Linked DNA regions of Mus musculus: region 1 is linked to region 2. Evidence: chromatin contacts called from public promoter capture Hi-C data. All regions are on one chromosome and are shown on one strand. The core of a region is the stretch at or near the end of the contact, and the rest is flanking DNA. Distances in the headings are between cores, read along the strand shown. Region 1 holds the start of Uba6 (ubiquitin-like modifier activating enzyme 6). Region 2 overlaps Uba6 (ubiquitin-like modifier activating enzyme 6).

The links. Promoter capture Hi-C pulls out the DNA fragments that hold promoters and counts their contacts.
Region 1: a contact with region 2 is called in a promoter capture Hi-C map of macrophages, with 5 read pairs. The contact joins the promoter of Uba6 here to the enhancer-like site in region 2. A contact is called at or near these places in 18 of 39 promoter capture datasets (the 3T3-L1 cell line, the C10 cell line, the HPC-7 cell line and 10 more), 60 of 484 Hi-C or Micro-C datasets (the AML12 cell line, CD4 T cells, the G1E-ER4 cell line and 35 more), 2 of 115 datasets of contacts at active chromatin or transcription factors (the SCID.adh cell line and embryonic stem cells) and 3 of 9 other capture datasets (adipose tissue, liver and macrophages).

What each region holds. Positions count from the first base shown.
Region 1 is chr5:86,169,295-86,176,577 of GRCm38.p6, reverse strand. It overlaps Uba6 (ubiquitin-like modifier activating enzyme 6), which reads left to right and starts at 3,835. Exons shown (of 33, transcript NM_172712.2): 1 at 3,835-3,910; 2 at 5,961-6,023. The coding sequence starts at 3,840.
Region 2 is chr5:86,126,462-86,133,569 of GRCm38.p6, reverse strand. It overlaps Uba6 (ubiquitin-like modifier activating enzyme 6), which reads left to right. Exons shown (of 33, transcript NM_172712.2): 21 at 863-952; 22 at 1,048-1,128; 23 at 2,229-2,357; 24 at 4,691-4,742; 25 at 4,831-4,894; 26 at 5,801-5,870; 27 at 7,030-7,101. Among named protein-coding and RNA genes, the nearest start is that of Uba6, 43 kb to the left of the region's middle. Within about 2 kb of position 3,624, at least 12 of the 459 cell types and tissues checked have an H3K27ac peak or open chromatin away from gene starts, as enhancers often do. A contact at or near this core is called in bone marrow-derived macrophages and macrophages, where this site is marked.

The DNA of each region.
Region 1 (7,283 bases), core at 2,586-5,085, 43 kb before region 2:
TGTACTTGATTCTCTTCTGGTGGAGTCCGTTTTTCCTAATTGTGTTTCCCACTGGCTTTCTTTCCCTTTTACACAAGTTAAGTGAGCTCCACTGCCAGGGAGCTAAACGGAGATGTAACCAAAAGAGGCACCTGGAAACAAGGTGGGACTGACTGGACTGACTGCCCCTCCCCCGTTGTCTCTCCAGAGCTTCTTCCCTATGTTCTAAGAAAACCTGGAGTCCAGTCCTTGTCAGTGCCCATTGTTTGGGACCCAATCTTCCTACACAGGGCCTCTCCTTCCTTCTTTTTCTTGAGATTCCACCTATAAAACCATCTTCCCGTCTAAACTCTGTAAAATGCATCCTTCCACTTTGAGACAAAGGACCTAAATGGCACTGCCTAGGGTAGCTCTGGTGGTCCTTGAGTTCATTTTTCCAGCACCTTAGCTCTGTGGACTACAAATACCTGTGCAAGAAAGCCTCCATTGATCCAGTGACTACTGCACTTTCTGTAAGAGTTTAAACTACAGTTGAGTTTATGGGGGAATAGTCACTGTGGCTAAAATCTCAATCTCTTAAATAAGGACTGGGTATTGTTTCAGGGGGCTGCTCAATTGCCTCCCTTCCCCAGTCAGAACAGATAGATCCAGATGAAACGACAGCATATTACCCAGAAAAAAGATATGAAAATTTGAAGGCCCATTTAGGGATTTTCAGGGGTTTTGTCCTTATTAGTCAAAAGGTAAATGTGACAGTATAATTGTTACATTTTTCTCTGCCAACACTGTCACGTACACAATCAAACAATTAAAATGCCCTGAACGGGCTGGAAAGTGGCTCAGTGGTTGAGGGCACTTATTCCTGTTCCAGGAGACCTGGGTTAGTTCGGAGCATCTGCACCCACAGAGAGGTTCACAGCCAGCTAGAAATCCATTTTTCAAGGTATCCGATACAGCAGGAACACATGCAGTGTACATATATACATGCAGGCAAAATACACACATAAACTAAAAACCTGTTTTTTAGAATGTCCTTGAAACTGGTATTTAAGTTGCAAGCTTATGGCTATTGCTCTTCTTTTATTCTATAAACCATTTTAAAACTATTCCAAACACTGTGATCTTCAATTGCTGTAATCTGTGTAGGCTCTTACATAAACCCCCCTTTCTCAAGACTACAAAGTGCCCACAGATTTTGTATCTCTTATAAGGAAGGGCCCACTCTGGTTCTGGGAAAATTGGCTCTTGCTATGCCCTTATAGGACCAGAAGGATGACAGGGATCTCTAAGCTTTCATCTCTGAACAATGCAATCTTCAAATTCCATCACCATGAATATGGTTTCAACATCTGAATCTGGGTGATGTAAGCACATGCAGTCTGCAACATACATATTCCGATCCACAGCTCAAATCAGTGCATAACTATTAAGGTTTTAATAAAGACTTTTCCTTTACAAAAGAATTACCTCTGGGTTAAACAGTTAGCTTTCAACCAGTTCAAATTTTAGAACGTCCTTGGGAAAAGATCTTGCTCAAAATTCAGGAACATATGTATTAATGTGCTGACTTGACATTAGTAATCAATTTTTAATTGTGAAATGGGTGGTCCAGTCTCTCAGAACACCAGGCTAGGAACAACACTGAATTCTAGCCCTGGTTGTATGAAAAAAAATGATATGAATTTATTTGAGCCATTTAATCTCTGAGTCGTCTTCTGTAAGTCAAAGAAATTATATATTGAGCATCTTTACTGTGCTATTATTTAATAGTTCAGAAGTATGAAATAAGAGAAATAGACTTGGATATGTTCTGTTATTATAGAAACAATATGATTGTTGGTTATATATAATTTATAATGTAAACATTTTGATTTACAGAATTTGCACAGGCATATGTGTTTCAGGAAAATACACATCACAGTATTCACCTACAAAATTTGGTAATATCAGCTCATCGTAAATGTTTCCTGTTATCCTGGAATGGATTCTGAGGGGAATGGTTAGCAGAAAAACCTGTGGTATCTTAGTAAAATGTATGGATTTAAGTATCACACAAATATCAATTTCTAAGTCATGAAAAATGCACCCAAATACAAAATGGGCAAGTTATTTGAAGAATTCAGATAAATTCTCTATTATCTTTCTAAATTTTCTGTAAATCTGAAATTATTCAGAAACAAATGTTTGCAAGTAGAATGATTACATGCAGCGTTAGGATGCAGCTCAGCACAGACAGAGACAAGAAGACAAGAGACAGCTAACACCAGGGTTGAGAACGAATAGGAGTGGACATGACAGGCATTGAGCCATACTAGTAGTATTAGTATTTTACTTTTTTTAAATCTTTTTTTTTTTTTTTTTTTTTTTTAACAGTCCAGTCCCCCTCCAGGTCTGCCCTCTGGCAGTTCCTCATCCCATTCCTCCTCCTCCTCCTCCTCCTTTTCCCTCTTCGAGAGGATGCCCCTCCCCCACCCTTCCCCACCAGACCTCCTCACTCCCTGGGGCCTCAAGTCTCTCACTCAGACCAGACCTGGCAGTCCTCTGCTGTACATGTGTCAAGGGCCTCAAGCTAGTGTATGCTGCCTGGTTGGGAGCCACATTTTTTTTTTTTTTTTCAATCAAGCCATACAACAGGGACAGATAGTTTTTAAGTTAGAAAAGTTTCCCTTAAATCCATGGTCTCCTTGGACTAAGGAAATAAAAATTTATTTTCCCTAATAGCAGTAACAGATACAGAAAAAGTCAAGACACAAAGCTAGTAAAAAATATAAAAACATGCTTTAACATACAGCAAAGTTCCTCTGCCCGGAGAAGCTACTGTGTTCTCACTGATAATGCTGTGACTCTTTCATACAACTTCTCGTGCTGTGGTGACCACCAACCCTAAAATCATTTTTGTGATTTCAAGACAATTTTGAAGTAAAACCTGTTATACTTTACAGAACGCTGCCCTATGTCTATAATCAAACACGGATTTTTAAAATTGGGCTAGTGTTTCGTCAAACACATCACCAGTTAGAAAGATTCTTAATAGCTGGGCGTGGTGGCACACACTTAATCCCAGCACTTGGGAGGAAGAGGCAGAGGCAGGCAGATTTCTGAGTTCGAGGCCAGCCTGGTCTACAGAGTGAGCTCCAGGACAGCCAGGGCTGCACAAAGAAACCCTGTCTCGAAAAAAAACAACAACAAAGATTCTTAATTGTACTGTGTGTACACAATTGTTTTCTAAAAATGGTAAAATGAGAATGAATGAAAAAAAAGAATTAGATGAGAAATCGGCAATCAGAGAACTGGTAATATGAGTTACTGGCTGTATGTCTTTGATCATATCATTTGAGTTCCTTGTTTTTCCTCCCTTAAAATGAAAGTGCCAAATTTTACAGCTCTTTTTAGTCACTTGACTACAGAGATCAGTAATAGATGTTCAAAACAATTTAAATGGAATCTTTAAGTGGAATCCCAGCCTGGAAATGTCCTCTTTTTGTTGTTGTTGTTCAGAAAAGCGATCTCCTCAAGGCACTGTAACAGTTCTGGATTTGCAAGGCAACAGCATCTGGTAGCTGTCGAGCCCCCTGGAGCGGTACGCTCTCACAGCCGGAAGTGACGCGTTTTGGTTCCGCGTTTGCCCTCAGCGCTCAGCAGCCTTCACGTAGGCACTCCCCTCACCTGCAAGGAAGCGCGCCCCGTTGCCCCGCCCCAACCGGAAGTCAGGTGTCCCAGGGGCTGACTGGAAACCCTGTCCTGGGCGTACTTTTCCCCAGCTCCTCCCCCTGGTGACGTCGCCGCCCGCCCCTTGACCCTCGCGGCCCCGCCCCCTCGCCTGCCTCCCCGCCTCGCTGCAGTCAGTCTGTCGGAAGGCGATGGAGCGGTCCGAGCCGTTGGCTGTGCTTTCCTGTGAAGAGGCGTCCTGCTCCTCCTGGGGAGCCTGCGGGTGAGAGGCCTGGCCCGGGGCAGGCTGGGCGGGAAGGAGCGGAGGAACGCCGACGCGGGCTCCGTTCTCGCGTTCCGGCGGCTCGGAGCGCGCGGAGGCCACGGGGCCGCGCGGAGCCACAGGGAGCTAGCGAGGTGGCGAACGAGCGAGCGAGCCGGCGGGCGGTGGGTGTGGCGGCGTGGGCGCTGCCCTCGCTGCTCCAGCTCCGCTCCTCTGAGGAGACCGGCTCTTCCCGGGTCGGGTCCAGCATCCTTCCCTCAGGTCACTACTTCTGAGCGGCCAGTCATTCAGGAGAGGGTTGTGGCCCCTGTTGCTTGGCACACTTCCTTCAGCGCCACGGAGCACTATCCTCCTCCAGCCGTGCTCCTTAGGAAAACTGTTCTTGAGAGCTCAAGTCAGGATGAATCCGTTGCAGTGTGGACACCCCGAGAATCCTCTCTGTTTACTACGGGGGTGTTGGAGCGCGGGGCGGGGCCCAAGGTTCCTAGGATTATTTCCCGCTGAGGATCTTGGAGTTTTTCTTTCTCAGCCTGCAAAAATTCCGGGGTTGGGGTCCTGGTATACTCTCTCCAGTGTTTGCGTTAGTTCTCTTTTGGTCATCTTACAGTTAAGAAAGCCCCGCTTGTATCCTACCCAGTATATGACTATTACATACCAAATATAGAAGTGATGGATTTCTTACGTTACTAGCTTTACATTGCACATTGAGACATATACTTCAAGGACTGGATGGAAGTATTGTCTGCCCTGGCCAATGCTGCCAAAATCGACTTAAGAAATATTATTGAATACAAATATCTGCCCCTTAGTTGCTCTTACAGATGATTTGTTATTGTTGTTGTTGTTGTTGTTGTTGTTATTATTATTATTATTATTATTATATTGATTCTGAGGCTGGCTCCAAGTTTGCCAAAGATGGCTTCCTCCCTCCTCGTCTGAATTTCTGAGATTACAAGTATGTGCAATCAGGCGTGACTGTTTTTGAACATATTCTCGAAACAATCATTGAGACAGAGCTTTTTAAGTGTTGGCCATAGCCATTAAGCGGCTGAGCATAACCCCGTTCTCATTTTTAGTCAGAACTTTAATCCACCTAAGTCATTGTGTGTAACATAGAATAGCAAGTGCAATAAAGTGTGTAAAATAGAAACAAAATGATAGGATACTACAGGTTTATATATAGTTTTAGTATATGTTGTGTGAATATGCTGACTTTATTATATGAGGTGCTTACAGTGCAGTTAGTGTCTGGTTGCTCTAAAAATCTCAACAGCAAGCACTGCACATAGCAACAGTTAGTGAAATTAACTTCAACACATTTTAAAACTCTAAGGAAGATGATACCTAAGAAAACATACATTTTGTATGGAAGGACCTTGTCTAAGGGTTTCTATTCTTTTTTGGTTTTTCGAGACAGGGTTTCTCTGAATAGCCCTGGCTGTCCTGGAGCTCACTTTGTAGACCAGGCTGGCCTCCAACTCAGAAATCCGCCTGCCTCTGCCTCCCGAGTGCTGGGACTAAAGGCGTGCGCCACCACGCCCGGCTAAGGGTTTCTATTCTTGTACAAAACCATGACCAAGAAGCAAGTTGGGGAGGAAACGGTTTATTCAGCTTACGCTTCTCATATTGCTGTTGATCACCAAAGGAAGTCAGGACTGGAATTCAAGCAGGTCAGGAAGCAGGAGCTGATGCAGAGGCCATGGAGGGATGTTCCTTACTGGCCTGCTTCCCCTGGCTTGCTCAGCCTGCTCTCTTATAGAACCCAAGACTACCAGCCCAGGGATGGCACCACCCACTAGGGGCCCTCCCCCTTTGATCACCAACTGAGAAAATGACCCATAGCTGGATCTCATGGAGGCACTTCCCCAACTGAAGCTCCTTTCTCTGTGATAACTCTAGCCTGTGTCAAGTTGACACACAAAACCAGCCAGTACAGACCTTTAGTAACTTGGGAATCTTGTTTCATGCACAATTGAATTTCACATTATAGAGTATGAATAATTAAAACCCATATTTGCTGTTTAATAGTTTGGGTTTTTTTCCCCCCTAGTGCAAGTAAAAATTTACCTACCATGACAACAGAATCTTTGGAAATCGATGATGGATTATACAGGTAAGAACTTCAGAGACTAAAACCCACCTTTTATAATGGTTAGTATAGAATCTCATAGTCTTTTTTGATGGCTATACCTGTGAAGAATTTCATATGGATATCCTACAAGTTCTTTTAAATTAAAATTGAGATTTTTGTGGGATTTTCTCACGTTATATATAGTATGAAAGTTTTAGCATGTAATTTTACTCTCTAATAAGAAAGTAAATGTCTTGAGTTTAGAAAATAGGTTTTACTACTATTCTTGATAGTGTAGGGGTTTCTTCGGTTATGCAGTCAAGTTTAGAGGAAAATTATTTTAGTGAATTCTCAAGAAAATACAATATAGATAGTAGAGAAATTCATGACAGTTATAATTTGGATGAACTCTAATGAGTTTTTTTTTAAAGTGAGATATACCTTGAATAGGAAGAGTCTTCTATTCATTTATTTAAAGGTCCCTTATTGGTGGTACTTTTGAGGAAATATAGAAACTTAAGTAGGTAGAGCCTAGAGAGAGGAAGAAAAGATCACCTACGGTGAGCTTCGAAAGGTTAGCCCTGGCCATTAGTTCCTTAGTGTCTCTGCTGCTGGCTATGAGTCACTGTGGTACATTTTCCACCTGTATGAGACCAAGCAACCATAAATGAACTCTAAAACTGTGACCCAAATACATCTCTTTTTTTTTTCCTTTTTCTATCCAGTATTTTGTCTTAGAAATGAGAAAAATAATTAGTACATCATTTTACACTGAAAGTGATCCTAAAGCAATAGAATTTTCTTAATTGTGATTGTGGTTGTTAATTTGGTTTGTTTTAAAGTTAGTTAAGACTCTCCTCTGGATAGTATTGAGAGTACTGGAATCTGTGCTATTATATTAACTGTTTGTCTTAGTCAGGGTTTCTATTCCTGCACAAACATCATGACCAAGAAGCAAGTTGGGGAGGAAAGGGTTTATTCAGTTTACATTTCCATATTGCTGTTCATCACCAAGGAAGTCAGGACTGGAACTCAAGCAGGTCAGGAAGCAGGAGCTGATGCAGAAGCCATGGAGGGATGTGCCTTACTGGCTGGCTTCCCCTGGCTTGCTCAGCCTGCTCTCTTATAGAACCAAGATTACTGTCCCAGGAATGGTCCCACCCACAAGGGGCCTTTTCCCCTTGATCACTAATTGAGAAAATGCCTTACAGTTGGATCTCAGAGGCATTTCCTCAACTGAAGCTCCTTTTTCTGTGATAACTCCAGCTGTGTAAGTTGACACAAAACTAGCCAGTATACTGT
Region 2 (7,108 bases), core at 2,375-4,874:
TAAAGTTTTTAAATTCTTAGCATTCACTGTTTTCTTATTTTCTCTCATGAAATTCACTTACTGATAGATGTAATAACAGTAATATAGTAGATTAAGCTGAGGTTCATTAGAGTTTTAAATAGGGAGTCATGATGTGCATGATGCCATGGGAAGGTTTTCACAGTAGAGGATCCTCTCATTCTGCTACATTTGCTGAACTTTCTCTTGTTTTTTTTTATTTTAGACTCTTGTATAACATAATTTAATATTCCTACAATGCTCCTCATTGAATTATAAAAAGTTATTTGCTCATAAATCATCAAATTAGAGATTCATTCAGTAAAAAGGCATAAGTTGAGTCATTTTTGACTGAGTAAACCAGTAAGCTTAGGCTGTAAGTGAGCCATCTAATAGACAAGGAGGTCTTCAGTGGTACTTCTACTAGTAAGACATTAATCATTGCCCATCTAATGTATATACTTTCTAGTAAACTACTAAGAGTCCTTTTCCCAAATGATTTACTTCATGGGGAATCTTTAGGAACACTAAGAGCTTAGATATTAAGGATTCTTAATCACTTCTCTAAGTTAGAAGTAATGTAATAAAATTTTACATGTCACATGAATTTTTCTAGAAAAAAAAACTTAATAATGTATTATGATTTACCATGAGGACTTTCTGCCACACCGCACAAGTACACAATGGTAAAGAACGATGGGATTTGTGTTTTCACATGACTTTCAACAGGTTAAATGGCCAAGAAATTAACTTTTGCTTTATTATGTAAATGACTGATATGAAAATGTATAACAGGCCTTATGTTTAGACTAATCAGACTCAAAATTTAGCCAGATATTTGGTTTTACTTTTTATTTTTCAATAGCGAGACCCCCCCGAAGAGGAAATACCATTTTGCACTCTAAAGTCCTTTCCAGCAGCTATCGAACATACTATCCAGTGGGCAAGAGACAAGGTAAAAGTTCTTCTTAGTGAATTTGTCTTCTCTGAATTAGAAAAGGCAGTACTATAACTACTAAACATATCTGAAACTTTTTTTCCCCTTTATAGTTTGAAAGTTCCTTCTCCCACAAACCTTCACTGTTTAACAAGTTTTGGCAAGCATATCCCTCTGCAGAAGATGTCTTACAGGTAAAGGAATGCATTTTACTGCAGATACTTATGTTAGTATAATCTTATTTTCTAGTTACCTAAAAATAATATCTCCTGTAGAAATAGGGAGTGATTAAAAACTTGATCACAGTGAAACGTTCTACTGGGAATCTTGAACTTAGGTCACAAATAGCCTGTTTTGTTTTGTGTTGTTTTGATTTGTTTTGTTTTAGCTTAATTGAACTGTATGTAATTGTCACTGACCTTCAAACATTAGGTTTTATGGTTCAACCAAATGAGGGTGTAATAATAATGATAAAATAGCAAAAAATAGAGGGTTTGGTAAATTCTTTGGGGAAAAAGTTAAGGTCAGTTCAAGAGAAAATAATCACTACAATAAGGCCAACTTCAAAGATAGTAGTTTACATTTAATCATACACAACTAAAAAAGTCAATTTTTTAATTAACTATTACTCCTAGATCTCTCTATACTAAGGACCTCTTTGGTACTTAGTATGTTACTCATAGGAAAACATGAAAATATTTCTTGAATTAAGAAACTTCAAATCTAGCCGGGTGTGGTGGCGCACGCCTTTAGTCCCAGCAGTTGGGAGGCAAAGGCAGGCGGATTTCTGAGTTCGAGGCCAGCCTGGTCTACAAAGTGAGTTCCAGGACAGCCAGGACTACACAGAGAAACCCTGTCTAGAAAAAAAAAGGAAAGAAAGAAACAAACAAACTTCAAATCTGGGAGCTGGAAATACCTCCGCAGTTAGGAGCACTGACTGCTCTTCCAGAGGACCCAGATTCAATTGCCAGCACCCACACTGCAGCTCACAGCTGTCTCTGACTCCAGTACCAGGGGATCTGACACCCTCACACAGAGATACATACAATATAAGCAAAACACCAATGTGCACAAAATAAGAATAAATTTTTTAAAAAAGAAAAAGTAGTCTAAAATTCCAGTTACTATTCCCCTCATAATTTAAAGAAAGAAAGAGAGAGAGAGAGAGAGAAGTTCTTAAGCAGGAAAAAAAATTAAAATACTAAGTCCGTTAGTCACTTTGGATCGTCCTTTTGGAATGTGTTTGTGCTTGTGATCAAGTGTTTTATTTTTCTTTGTTTTCCTCTTATTCTAGAAGATACAAAATGGACAAAGTTTAGAAGGCTGTTTTCAAGTTATTAAGCTACTTAGCAGAAGACCTAGAATTTGGTCCCAGTGTGTAGAGTTAGCAAGACTAAAGTTTGAAAAATACTTTAACCATAAGGTAAGTATACATTCTGAGACATTAAATGAATGCCTGTCCATGGCTCATTTATTTATTACTAATTTCCCAGACTTAAAATATTTGTTCTTTTTTTTTCACCAAGCATTTTAGAAATAAATAGTAAGTTAAATGAGAGTAGCTCCTAGGCATATGACCAATTTCTCTGTGTTAAAACATTTAACCATTTAACATAAACCGTTTCTCTTTTTTTTTTTTTTTTTTTTTTTTGGTTTTTCGAGACAGGATTTCTCTGTGTAGCCCTGGCTATCCTGGAACTCACTCTGTAGACCAGGCTGGCCTCGAACTCAGAAATCCACCTGCCTCTGCCTCCGTTAGCTTGACTTGTCATCTATGCACTGACTTGGCCCTATGTGCTAAGCTGGGTTTTAGGTAGCTTTTGTCTCTAGGTAATATGGAGTGCATTAATTCTGTAGTCTAAAGAAGTTTGTTCAATTGGGCTGGAGAGATGGCTCAGCGCGGTAAGAGCACTAACGGCTCTTTCGAAGGTCCTGAGTTCAAATCTCAGCAACCACATGGTGGCTCACAACCATCTGTAATGAGATCCAACACTTTCTTCTGGTGTGTCTAAAAACAGCTACAGTGTACTTATTTATAATAATAAAGAAATCTTTAAAAAAAAAAGAGGCGTTTAAGTTTGTTCAGAATAGAAACAAGAGACTGATAATTGAGATGGAATTTTTGTTCAGATTTTGCCTTTTCTAATCATAACTCATAAATACATTTTATGGTCTTTCTTCAACTAAAAATCTAAAGTAATTAAGACATATAGAATACAGTAGGCATCAAATAAGCTAATCCATATAAAGCATTTAGAATAGGCCAAGGCACATATTCATTCACACTGTGATTCTTACAGTCACATAGCTAACAGACTGTATCCTGTACTTTTTTAACCCATCCCTCAGGGTAGGGCAAAAAGACCAAGGAGTGAACACCCTGACCCTGACCCTAATATCAGGGCGGAGGAAAAGCACCCTGCCCCTTACTTGACCCCAAGACCAGGGCCAATCCCTGAGCTTTCTTCCACCAAACCCCATCTCCCCAAGAAACAATATGAATCTTGCCTTCTGCTCAGTACCCTGCTTGCTTCTCTCCCAATTTACACTTAAGCCCTTACTTTATAAGGTTATCCTTAAGAGAAATGGTCTTTGAGGATATATTTTTGTTTTCACTTCCTGTATGGTTTGCTTTTTAGAGAAATGTTCTAAGCTCACTTCCCCAAAAATAGGACTTCTTTCCTTAATATTTCCCCTGTTTTTATCATAATTATCAGTGTGTTACAGTTCTGAGGAGAAAGGTGTCCTGGCAGTAGGGTGCCAAGAAATACCATAAAGTCACACTGTACAACAAACCACAGGTAAAAGATTTATTGAGAAAGACACGAAAGTGACTGACTCTGCTCAGAGAAGCAGCAGAGAACTGAGTAGGCGGCAGGCTTCCATAGGACATTGTCAGGATGGCCTGGGATTGGAGAGATTCTGTGGCCTGTTCATGAGCTTTTTGTCTGCAGAGCAGGACCTAGCCTCTAAACTCTCAAGGACTTGCAATCAGCACACTCTTTGTATGTCTTAACTACGTTTCTTCTGAACTATCTTCTGTAATTGTGGGTTTGGATTTTTTTAATGTTGGTGTTTTTATTTTTATTGATACACTTTTAATGATTTGTTTTGTAGAGGAGTGGAGTATGTTCACATCCACAGTGCTCCTGTGGACGTCAAAAGACAAACAACAGCAATTTTTGCCTTTCACCATGTGGGTCCTAGGGATCAAACTCAGGTTTCTATGCTTGGCAGCAAGTAGCTTTACCCGCTGAGCACCAGCCCTGTTTTGGGTGATTTTTTTTATTAGTAGTATAGAAAAAAATTAAGGAATCGTGGAAATATAAGAAAATAGTATAATGTCCATATTCATCATTTTTTACCTTTCACTTCAGTTGAAGCATTATCAGTTTACAGATGTTTCATATTCCCACCCTCTTCCAAGCACATCTTAAGCAAATAATTTTGAAATGCTAAATGCCATATATATTTGTATTTTTTTTAAATTTATTGTAATGATTAGCTCTTAGATACAAAATGGTGTGTAAATATTGTAAGAAAGGTATGAAGTAATTCTAAAAAGACTATAATGATGCGGGCAGGACAGGAGGAAGCTAACTACAAGACCCCATTGTGTATCTTTTAGACTTTTTGTTTGATTTATAATGAAAATATGCAAATATGTACTGAGCAGGTTTTTTTTAATTTCAGGGTTTTTTTTTCTTCTGATAACAAAAAGGGGGGATTTTTTTTCATGTTTTCTTCCTCTTTTAGGCTCTGCAGCTTCTTCACTGTTTTCCTCTTGAGACAAGACTAAAAGATGGCAGTGAGTATAACCATTGAGAAAAGATTGTAATATGAAATACTATATAAGACCTATATTTATTAAAAATGATATTTTATCATTTTACTAGGTTTGTTTTGGCAATCACCAAAAAGGCCGCCTTCTCCAATAAAATTTGATTTAAATGAACCTTTGTAAGTATATGTGTATATTTTAACTTTAAATGTCTTAGTTATATACTGTAGAATCTTCAGTGTTAAATAATTTAAGTCTCTTAATCCAAAAGTTAACAAGTCATTCTAGTCAGCAGAACCAGCCACATTCCTCCTACACAGATGTGCATCTATTTATTTATGTACCTAATACATTTATTGTTTGTAATATCTACTCCATAAAATACTTAAGTCATCTACTATAAGAAAATAAAAATGATAATATGTGTTCTTACAATAAATAAAGCTAAGATGCTTTCTGTGGAAATGCAGTTAATATGACCTACCTATATTAATACAAGTAAGATTTTAGTTTGTTTCTTACTGAGTGCCTGGATCTATCTATACGCTATTTTTATAGTTACACTTAGTGTGCACACTCTCATCGAACACTTGGCCTCCCTTCACTTATCTGCCTTTCTACAAATAGCACTTTGCTGAATTTTCTCAGCTATTACTTCCTTCAGAATTCAACTAAATTGCCTTTCTAGTATGACATGCCCATTTTTGTTTTTAGTAAATTTTTTTGCTATTTCAGATTTAATATATACTCATTCATACCTGATACATATATTCTTATGAATTAAAATTACTTTTCTCCAAGTATTCTAATAGTTCTGAATATCATAGTATTCCTGATGACTGCTTGAATATAGTGTTTTAACATGTGTTTTTATATCAAAAGGACATTTGGTATTCCTCTTGTTTTAGTCTAGACAAGAATTTCATTACCTTAACTTTAAAAGGGGTAAAAATTAACTCTTCAAAACAGACTTTAAATGTAGTTCTTAAGTGTTAATTAATATAAAGACTGTATTTCCTACTGACTTAAATATCTTCTTTAAAACTGCCATTCAAACTGCTTTATTTTTTATTTCATTTCAAAAGGCACCTCAGTTTTCTTCAGAGTGCTGCAAAACTATATGCTACAGTATATTGTATTCCGTTTTCAGAAAAGGTAAGATACTGTTCGGGATCTAGCAAGTGATTCAAACCTGAATTGACTTAGTTGGTGGCTTCAAAATTTGCATTTAGATCTTAAGAATCATTCAGTCTCTTTTCGTGCATTTGTTTGAGCCATGAGCTAGAACTTGCCTTAAGCTCCAGATCTTCTTGCTGTTACCTCCTAAGTACTCAGATTATAGGCATGTACCTTCATGCCCAGCTAAAATCATTCTTTTGGATTAAAAAAGAAAAATCTTTTATTTTATTGTATTACTCTCTATTCTAATGGCAGAAGTTGTCTACTCATTATAGCGCAGATAAATAGAAAACTAATTTTTTTTCTGAATTTTAAATGTTGAAATATTTGTGAAAGCAATCATACTTAAGTAGTAAAAATGTTTATAGCTTTTTTTACCTTTTTCTGTTATTCTAGTTATTAGATGTCAAAATGAGCCAGTTCATAGTAATTTAAAAATACTTCATAGAAATAGATGCTCTTTACATAATTTTTTCCTTTAATGTTAACTTTCATGCATTTCCAGAAGTCTGAAAGTGTTGTTCTGCTTTGATTTTCATGTCCTTAGAGTCATGCTCATTCTGTGAGACATCATCTTTTGAGTCACACCCAAGTGCGTGACTCAAATCGTTTAGAGAGAGCTCATGTGCATAGCTTAGCTTTCTCCTTAAATGTATATTTAGAGTTAAGTAAATTCTGCCTTCAAGTAAACTGATTAGAGAAATATAAAAAGAAAAAGGTCTTAGTTTCTGTTGTTTTCTTTTTTAAGATAGGTTTTTACTAAGTAGATATATAAACCCAGTAAGTGTACTCATGATTCGTCCATTTCAGCCTCTTAACTGCTGGGATTATAGACATATGCCCTAAATCTGAATCTGTATTTAGTGTACATATGCATGTTATAGATTAATCTTTCTTGGAAATAAAACATATAAAGGTCTAGGAAAAACTAATAGTGTTCAGTCTTGTGCTGCAAGTCTAAACCGATCTCAAAAGCAGTATGTCTCAGTTTTTCATAGGAGCTTCCTAATAGTTAATGTGGATGCGGGTTCATCTAGTTCAGCTTGGGCTATTATAGTTTCTTGCTTCTCAGTGTATGAACTTAATGTGTTTAATGAAGAAATGTGTTGATAAATTAACTTATTTTATGAAACAGGACTTATCAGTGAATAGCCTCATGGACATTCTTTCAGAAGTTAAAATTGAGGAATTCAAGCCTTCCAACAAGGTAAGAT